Linked DNA regions of Mus musculus: regions 1 and 3 are each linked to region 2. A link is a contact called in public Hi-C data. All regions are on one chromosome and are shown on one strand. The core of a region is the stretch at or near the end of the contact, and the rest is flanking DNA. Distances in the headings are between cores, read along the strand shown.

Region 1 (2,700 bases), core at 68-2,567, 120 kb after region 2:
GGAAGGGCTGGAATCCGGAGGTAATTTACATCCATGGTTTGAAGTGCCAAGCAATGGTGCAGCAGGGTGACCAGCACTCTCAAAACACAGCCAAGCTATTGCTTTAAACATTGAGAACACACAGACACAGAGCCTGGCTCTGACAACATCCAAAAGATTCATTATAGACAATCTATTCAGGAGACGCTACGATCGCCCCAGGAAATATAAACAGTGTCTAAAGAGCAGTGGGGAGAGGAAATAACTGACCGGAATGAGACGAATCATGTGAAGTCCGTCCAACAAGGCCTAAGACATCCCCAGTGTTTCCACTTGGAGCTGCGTTTAAACGTGCCCTGGCACATGGGCACAGATCTCCCCTCCAGCTCAAGCGTGGGGCTGCGTCCTTTCCTACCCACTTGTTTGTGCACAGCCACGCCCGCACAGGAGGACCACGAGACCACAGGCCTCGGCAGATCCTTCCAGCTGATTTCCAGTTGCTTAAAGTTTAACAAGAATCACGGCTCCCTTTGTGAAAGTTAAGTCAAGTTTACAAGGCATCCACAGACTTAAAAGGATAAACGAGTGTCAGGAGACACTAGCAATGGCGTCTTAAAATGAAGTTTAATTGACAGGCCCTAACTAAAATAAAGAGGAGTTTTTTAAACCCACGGGCTAAGCTTCAGGCGCTACATTTAAAAAAAAATATAAAAAAAGCACACAAGGCTCAAGTTTGAACTCCGACCTTCCTGTTCCAGTCACCGCCGCAGGGTCCCTCGTGAAGTGTCACCCGAATTCTCTCCACGATCAGCTCCTTACCCGCCGCCACCCCCCTGTGAAGACCCAGTACCGAGGCTGCCAACCCACGCGCGTCTAGAGATCGGAGGAGGGGCGTGCGTGGCGGCTCCGACCGGCTCCTCCCGCACCACCGCGACCTGGCGGCTTTTCCCGGGCCTTCCTCCGGCGGGGCGAGGCCGAGCGAGGCAGCTACGGAGACCCAGCCTCAGGGGCCACTCGCGCCCCAGCGGGCTCTCGCGTCTGTGGGCCCCGGCTGGCCTCGCTCCCACTCCCCTTCCGCGGCCCAGAGCGCCCGCAGCACGCGCTTCCTTCCTCCGCTCCCTAGCTCCAGCCCGCTGCCAGCCCGCGGGACCCACAGGCGGCCCCGAAGTAGCGGCGACCGCCCCGCCCCGTCCGGTCCCGGCGCTACCTTGGCACTCACTCTTCGCCGTCGTCGCCGCCGCCGCCGCTGCTGCCGCCGCCTGGGAGTCCGGCTCTCCGCGCTCCCGGGACCGCCCGACCTCTCCTCCCTACTCCGCTCCAGCTCCTCCCCTCGCGCGTGGGCGGGGCGCACGGCCCGGTGGGCGGGGCTGTCGCCGCCACCCCCTCCGCTCTGGCCCACGGGCATGGGACGTGGTCGCCGCGCCCAACTGCGGCCGTCGGGGGTCAGGACACGCGTGCCCGCGGCTGGGTTGGTGCAGCTCGCTGCGGTGCGGTGGGCCCGGGCAACCACGCGAGGCCACCACCATACATCACCACCAGGACCACACACCGCAGTCCCCAGGCTGCGAAGATGAGCTCTGCCAAACCCCACACAAAAGTGGGGCTCTGATCCAGAAAGGTCTGAGGAAACGGCCACCGTCATATTTAAAGGACTCTGGGGCAACAGGGAGGTTGTTTCCCAGAAATGGAGGTAAAGCCAGATTATTGAATGTCCCAGACCGGACAGAGTACTGCATAATAAATTAATTGGACAGGTTGTTTTTTTGTTTTGTTTTGTTTTGTTTTGTTTTGTAAGCATTTAGAGTTTGGCAGGTTGAAGGGCTAGTTTTGCTTCCACAAAAGCTGCTTACAGCCATTCAACAAAACGAAGCACCTGTTGTGTGGGGTCAAGCATTATGCTAAATGTGATAGGAGATACCATCAACCTGAGGGGGACTTGCTTAAGTCCTGTAGAGATGGATGTACAGAAATGGTAACACTCAGCAGTTGGCTAGAGTACTCCAAGGTGTGAGTCACTAATAATCATCGTGATCTCTTTTTAAAATGATGCTACTATTGGGTGAGAGCAGGGGTCAGTAATTGGACTCAGTGCCAAGGAAGGGAGGGAGGGAGGGAGGGAGGGAGGGAGGGAGGGAGGGAGGGAGGGAGGGAAGGAAGGAAGGAAGGAAGGAAGGAAGGAAGGAAGGAAGGAAGGAAGGAAGGAAGGAAGGAAGGAAGGGGAAGGAAGGACGGTGGGAGGGAAACATGTTGGGGGTTGGGGGTGGCAGAGTAGGAGGGGAAGTTGGGTGTGATCAGGATACCTGTATGAAATTGTCAAAGAATAAATAAAATATATTATTTAAAAGATCAAACAGAAATAAATAAGTACTAGCATTGGATGAGGATGCACTGTTGAGTGGGTCTTGGGGATGCTGGGATCTAGGTACTGAATCCCACTGAAGGCTTTAAATTCACTCCTGTTTGCACTCTTACTCAAGAATGCCTTGCTTGGCCAGTGTGGTCTGAGCAGCCTCCAGAGGATGTTCTTGTTGAGGTACAAACCACAGCCTGCCTTTTATTTCCTACTTTCTACAGTGTTAGGAAACACTTGGCTGATTCAGATCGTGACAGTTTGAAGATGCACCCTAAACAGAATGGCCAGACACAAGAATGGACTATTATGGTTGTGATTTCCACCTCTGGATCATTATATAGCCCAGTTAAGTACTTCATGTACTTTTA
Region 2 (2,700 bases), core at 2-2,501:
AAGGTGAACAGCATTTCCTTTGGGTTATTTGAACCTTTATTAAAATGGGTTACTTGAAGGAGACTGGCTGCATATCCCCAAATATCCCAGCCAGAAATGCCCTGCAGTAATTTTGGTGACGATCTAGATGTGCCAGAGTATCTACAAAACCTTTCTGCAGAAATTTAGCACGAATCAGTTTACTCTGTGTGCGCTGACATACTACAGAAGTGTCCTTTAAAGAACTTCCTAAGAAACAATGAAGTAGTTAAAGGACCTACAGCAAACATAAGTGTCCGGCAGCAGAGCATGCTACCATCACCACAACCCATAAGAGAAGGCTTCATTTCTATTGGTCTGATGAAAACTTCAAGTCGCAGGAAATGATGAGAAAGTCCTCTCCTAAAGCACTCTACACACAGGGCAACTGTTAGGGGACATCAGATGCGCAGTAAGTTTAAGACTATTGGTAGGTAAAGTCCTTATTTAAAAGGGAGTTAGGGGGAACTTCCAGCTGAAGGACTCTCCATGATAGATCTACAGTAAATGCCAAATGTATAATAGCCTGAAATGTTATCATTCCTTCCTGCTTTATCCCAATGGCCAAGACCCTTGCTCAACCTGCCCTCTAATGTTAGAGGGTTGACCCTCCTCTCTGGCCTGAGCCTTTGGATTCTACTCCACCCTGTTGCCTTGTCTGTACAACCAGATGATGCAAAGCAGTGGAAAGAGCCTGGCCCTTGAGCTTTGACCTGTCTGCTTAGCCAAGGGCACCATTTCAAGAGGAGGGCAGGTCCAGGGCAAGTGCTGCCTGGTGCCCCTTCCATATATGGTTACATTCATGCCTAGAGTGGTGGCAACTGGAGAAAAAGGCTGAGCTGGCAGGAAGGTGGCAGTTTCATGACTCATGGGAGCAGGTGGGCAGTAGGTGTGCCTCCCTGGCACTATGTGAGGACTCAGCAGTCTAGGGCACCATGGCGCCAGTAGCAAACCCAGGCTGACTCATTCTTTGGGAGGGCTTGCTGCTGCACAAGACTTAGACTAGACAAGGTAGAAAAACCCAGTAATATAGACCGAGTGAGTGACTGGAGACACAGATGTCTCCAAGGGCTGAGTCAATGATCTCAGAGGGCTGAACCCTTTGGTGTTCATTTTTACACATTTATATGAAACCAAAACACATTCAAAAACCAGAGCCAATGATATCCCTTCGATCGGTGTGCAGGACTTTGGACTAGGCCTTGGCTTGGCGTCGCGTCGGGCTTCCAGGTACCAGGCTTGGCTGCTTCCCTGCAACTAATCAGGAGGTTGAGAGTGGGCAGGTTGTTTCACTTTGACTGTTTATCTTCTCGTTGGTAAGAGAAGGGCACCATTAGCCACCTCCACAGCTTATGCAGATCTAGTATGGGGTCCAGGACAATGGTGGTCTACAGACTGCAGCTGTGGGCAGGACTGGAATCTCCTCCCTCTTCCCCTACCTGCTCAGTGAACCTCAGGGCTTCTGATTAATTTGGTCGAGGCAGGGCCCTTTCCAACAAGTCATTAGGCAATTTTGCCACATCAGTATCAGGACAGAGCCAAAGGTGTGGTGACAGTCACTAGGAGATTAGGGGAATAGGGAGGCCCCAGTAGGACAGAGGTACAAACAAGGAAGTGTATGGCAGGGCAGGGTGGCCTTGCCTGGTCTTGAGGCCTTAAGTGACCTTAATTCAACACACAGACTAACAGACTCTTCCTCAGCTTCCAGACATGCAGCCCCACCCAAGAGAGAGGCTTAGGGTCTCCAGGGGAGCAGGAAGGTGCCTCCCATCACAGACTTGGCCCACATCCCTTAATATGCATGCAGGCCAGGGTCTATTAATCATGGTCTGAAGTGCCGGCAAGGCATGGGCAGCCTCACCTTGCACAGAGTGCAGGGCCCTGACATCTGTCCCTGCAGCCTGGGAGCCTGGACTCTCTTTCCAGTTGGAGGTTGGTTGAATGTGACCCTGACTCTCTTTCTGCATGGCTGTGGTTTGTAGGCTTCACCTTCAGGGTTTCACTATGTTCCCTTCCCATGGGAATCATGCCAAGCATTCTCTTTTTCTCAACCTTCAGGTACAGTTTCTAAGGCCAGGGCAAATTTTCATGTAACTGCAGTAGAGGTCACACACGGACACCGCTCATTGCTCTTACCTGTGTGCCATCAGCAAACAATCCACAGTCCAGGTCTATTTATAAAAGCTTGGGAAGTGAAGTTCCCTCTTTCAGTGAAGATAGCTACACAGAACTACACAGTGGGGTGGGGGTGGGGTGGGGTGGGGTGGGGTGGGGATGGGACAGCGACTTTTTCCCTTCCCCGACTGTCTTACAATTAATATTTAAACCAGTTAGCTTGTAAGTCAAGACAAAAGAAAATGAAAGCGATAAAAACAGCAATCCACAATTCATTCCTGTCCGTTCAGGCCTCTACTGCTCCTTAGCTGGACTTGGTCAGACTCCTAGCCCCTCACTCCCTGCCACGGGGAGATCGTGCAGGTTCCCAGGCGCTAAGAGGTCCATACATCACTTGGATATTTTTCCTACTCTTCCTTTCCTCTACACCTCCTCTTTCCTTCTTACTAATGAGGTGTGTGGTGGGGGAGCATGTCCTCACTATGTTGCCTAGGCTGGCTCCAGTCTCCTAGGCGTAGGCCATCCTCCTGAAACCTCCCAAACAGCTGGAACTAGAGGCACAAGCTA
Region 3 (2,700 bases), core at 86-2,585, 88 kb before region 2:
CCCCCTCTCCCTCCCCCCTCTCCCTCCCCCTCTCCCTCCCCCTCTCCCTCCCCCCTCTCCCTCCCCCTCTCCCTCCCCCCTCTCCCTCCCCCTCTCTCTGCATCATCCCCCTTTTCTGATGCCAGCTGTTTTAGCATTTAGTATTGAGACCTAAGGGTTCCAGAGGAGGATCCAGATGTTAAGGAATTCAGTGGAGACCCCAGGGCTCCCTGGATGTTCCCATCAGCATTGGCAGAACAGTGGTTCTCCTCAAGGCTGTGAACAGTTTGAGAGTATGGGTGGCATCCTGCTCAAGTACCTAGTAGACACTGGCTAATAACAGGTGCTTGGAGGTACCTGTGCAAACTTGAATTATACCTATTCATTTAAGGCATTTGGTATGTACACCATGCTAGTCAATTTGTGAGATGTAAAGGACTGAAGGACCTGAAGGAGTTTGCAACCCCATAGGAAGAACAACAGTATCAACCAACCAGACCCCACAAAGCTCCCAGGTACTAAACCACCAACCAAAGAATACACATGGAGGGACCCATGGCTCCAGCTGCATATGTAGCAGAGAATGGCCTTAACTAGCATTCATGGGAGGGGAGGCCCTTTGGTGCTGTGAAGGCTTGATGCCCCCAGCGTAGGGGAATGCTAGGGTGGTAAGGCAGGAGAGGGTGGGTGGGTGGGGGAGCACCCTCATAGAAGCGGGGGTGAGGGGGGAGATGGGATAGAGGGTTTGCAGAGGGGAAACTGGGAAGGGGAATAACATTTGAAGTGTAAATAAATAAAATAACAATTAAAATTTGTATTCCTTTATAATAATAACAACAACAACAATAATAGTTAAGAGCTGAAGTCTCCATTGCCTGAGTTTTTATCCCGGTTCCTAGACTCTGGTAGACTGTCTTATTCACCCTGGCATCCTGTTGTCCTCAGAGGTTGGCAGGGAGCAGCCCTCAGCAGACTTGATTGATTAGCTGTAGCCCCACGTGTCTGGGCTGGAGGAGTTGATTCAGACAGGTCACTCATCGGCTCCCCTCCAAATCTGCCAGGCCAGCAAACAGCTCTGCAGAGTCATTCCCACACATGACTGTGGTCAGGCAGGAACAAAAGCCACCAGAAAACAACGCTCCACTCTTCATCCAGCTCTCTCCAATGAACTGGAGGATTAAAATGGGGTCACTGTTGTTCTGATCACATCTTCTTGTCAACGGAATTACAGGCTTTTAAGCCAAGAGTGACCGAATACACCTTTGCAGTAATCAGAATCAATGCTCGGACAGTGGAAGCAAAAGCCAGTAAACAAGATTGTGGTATGGACTCCCTTGACCTAGACTTTCAGGAAGGAGCTGACTCACTGCCCAGACCAGCACTCCCCGCATTGCTCAGAGCCAAACAAGCTCCTGTTTTCCCAGCTGCACGGCGGATGCCTTCACTTCTGAGCCGGCTGCCAGAAAGCAAGAGGAGAAACCCGAATTTGTTTTGCAAGGAGGAGCACTGCAGCTGGATTTTGTTTGTCCATTTTCACGAAGGGACAAGAGATATAAAAATAGAGGAAATTGGGCTTTTTAGTTACTGAAAAGGAAACAAATCCTCTTCTCCTGTTTAGCCATCTAGTTATGTTATTAGTTAGCTTACAGACTTCAGTGACTTACTTCAGACTCCTCGGTGTCAGTTCCAAGTCTTTTGAAACTTGTTTGAGATCTTTCCAGCCCCACCTGTCCCACTTCCTCCCACTAAGAACTGCTCTGGAGTCTTGCCAGGCTGTCCTCTGCGGTGTCTGCAGTGGTGTCTTCTGTAGTGCTGTCCTCTACAGTGCTGTCTCATCTGCAGTGTCTGCAGTACTACTGTCTTCTGCAGTTTCTGCAGTGTCTGCAGTGATGTCTTCTGCAGTGTCTGCAGTGTGTGTAGTATTGTCCTCTATAGCACTGTAGTCTACAGCGCTGTCATCTACAGTGCTGTTGTCTACTGTGCGGAGTTGCTGTCTTCAGTGCTGTTGTCTCCAGTGTTTTTAGTGCTGCTATCTGCAGTGCTGTCTCTGGCAGTGACCCACATGCTTTCGCACCTCTGTGGTTTGGCTCATGCTGTCCCTTCACCTTGGAATAGTCTTCTATGCAGTAGTCTTGAGGGAAATGCCAACTTGTCTTTTGCTTATTTTATTTTGGTGGTTTGCTGAGTGAAACCCAGGAAGTTACACAGACTGGCCATGTCCCCTAACACAAAGTTACAGCTATAGTCTTCTAACTCAATCTCTCAAGATAGATCCCAGAGTCTCTCATACTGTCCCTCACCTCAGCAGCAGAATCAGCAGTACCTTCGCCTGAGTCTCCACACCATGGCTTTGGTGTGTCTCCACTGGTTCTTATTTATTGCATTATCCATCCATTCATTCATTGAACAATATCCACTGACTTTTCTCTTTGTACCAGATAATATGGTAGTTCCTGGGGATCCATGTGATTATGTCTCTCTACAAAGGGGAGGTGGCACTCAAAAGAGTACATCAGCTTTTTACAGGGCAGAGTTCCACTTTTTAATAATGGTAAGTACTAGTGGTTTAAGAATTAAAGAAGGCCATATACTCCAGTCTGGTTGATAGATGATCTGGAAAGCTTCCTGGAGGAGGTGGCACCCAAACAGCCCAAAGGATAGGTATTTTCTTATATACCGTTTGTGTTTCTTGGCAGAACACTCCTTGAGGAACGAGGTTAG

What was found. A called contact is a pair of places that touch in the nucleus more often than the background predicts.
Region 1: a contact with region 2 is called in a Hi-C map of liver, with 1.8 times the contacts expected there. The contact joins the promoter of Gng12 here to the enhancer-like site in region 2. A contact is called at or near these places in 6 of 39 promoter capture datasets (the HPC-7 cell line, cranial neural crest, embryonic stem cells and 2 more), 4 of 484 Hi-C or Micro-C datasets (the MC38 cell line, liver and neutrophils) and 4 of 115 datasets of contacts at active chromatin or transcription factors (bone marrow-derived macrophages, embryonic stem cells and extraembryonic endoderm stem cells).
Region 3: a contact with region 2 is called in a Hi-C map of uterus, with 1.8 times the contacts expected there. The contact joins two enhancer-like sites. A contact is called at or near these places in 7 of 39 promoter capture datasets (the C10 cell line, embryonic stem cells, frontonasal cranial neural crest and 3 more), 3 of 484 Hi-C or Micro-C datasets (embryonic stem cells, liver and uterus) and 5 of 115 datasets of contacts at active chromatin or transcription factors (bone marrow-derived macrophages and embryonic stem cells).

The regions. Positions count from the first base shown.
Region 1 is chr6:66,895,014-66,897,713 of GRCm38.p6, reverse strand. It overlaps Gng12 (guanine nucleotide binding protein (G protein), gamma 12), which reads right to left and starts at 1,317. Exons shown (of 5, transcript NM_025278.5): 1 at 1,187-1,317. It overlaps 4930597O21Rik (a long non-coding RNA gene), which reads left to right. Exons shown (of 3, transcript XR_003956381.1): 2 at 697-1,669; 3 at 2,554-2,700.
Region 2 is chr6:67,013,007-67,015,706 of GRCm38.p6, reverse strand. All of the region lies in intron 3 of Gng12 (guanine nucleotide binding protein (G protein), gamma 12), which reads right to left. Among named protein-coding and RNA genes, the nearest start is that of Gm36816, 5.4 kb to the right of the region's middle. Within about 2 kb of position 1,251, at least 69 of the 459 cell types and tissues checked have an H3K27ac peak or open chromatin away from gene starts, as enhancers often do. A contact at or near this core is called in extraembryonic endoderm stem cells, liver and uterus, where this site is marked.
Region 3 is chr6:67,101,341-67,104,040 of GRCm38.p6, reverse strand. Gm29928 (a long non-coding RNA gene) reads right to left here. Exons shown (of 2, transcript XR_377747.2): 2 at 779-2,700. Among named protein-coding and RNA genes, the nearest start is that of Gm29928, 11 kb to the right of the region's middle. Within about 2 kb of position 1,335, at least 213 of the 459 cell types and tissues checked have an H3K27ac peak or open chromatin away from gene starts, as enhancers often do. A contact at or near this core is called in liver and uterus, where this site is marked.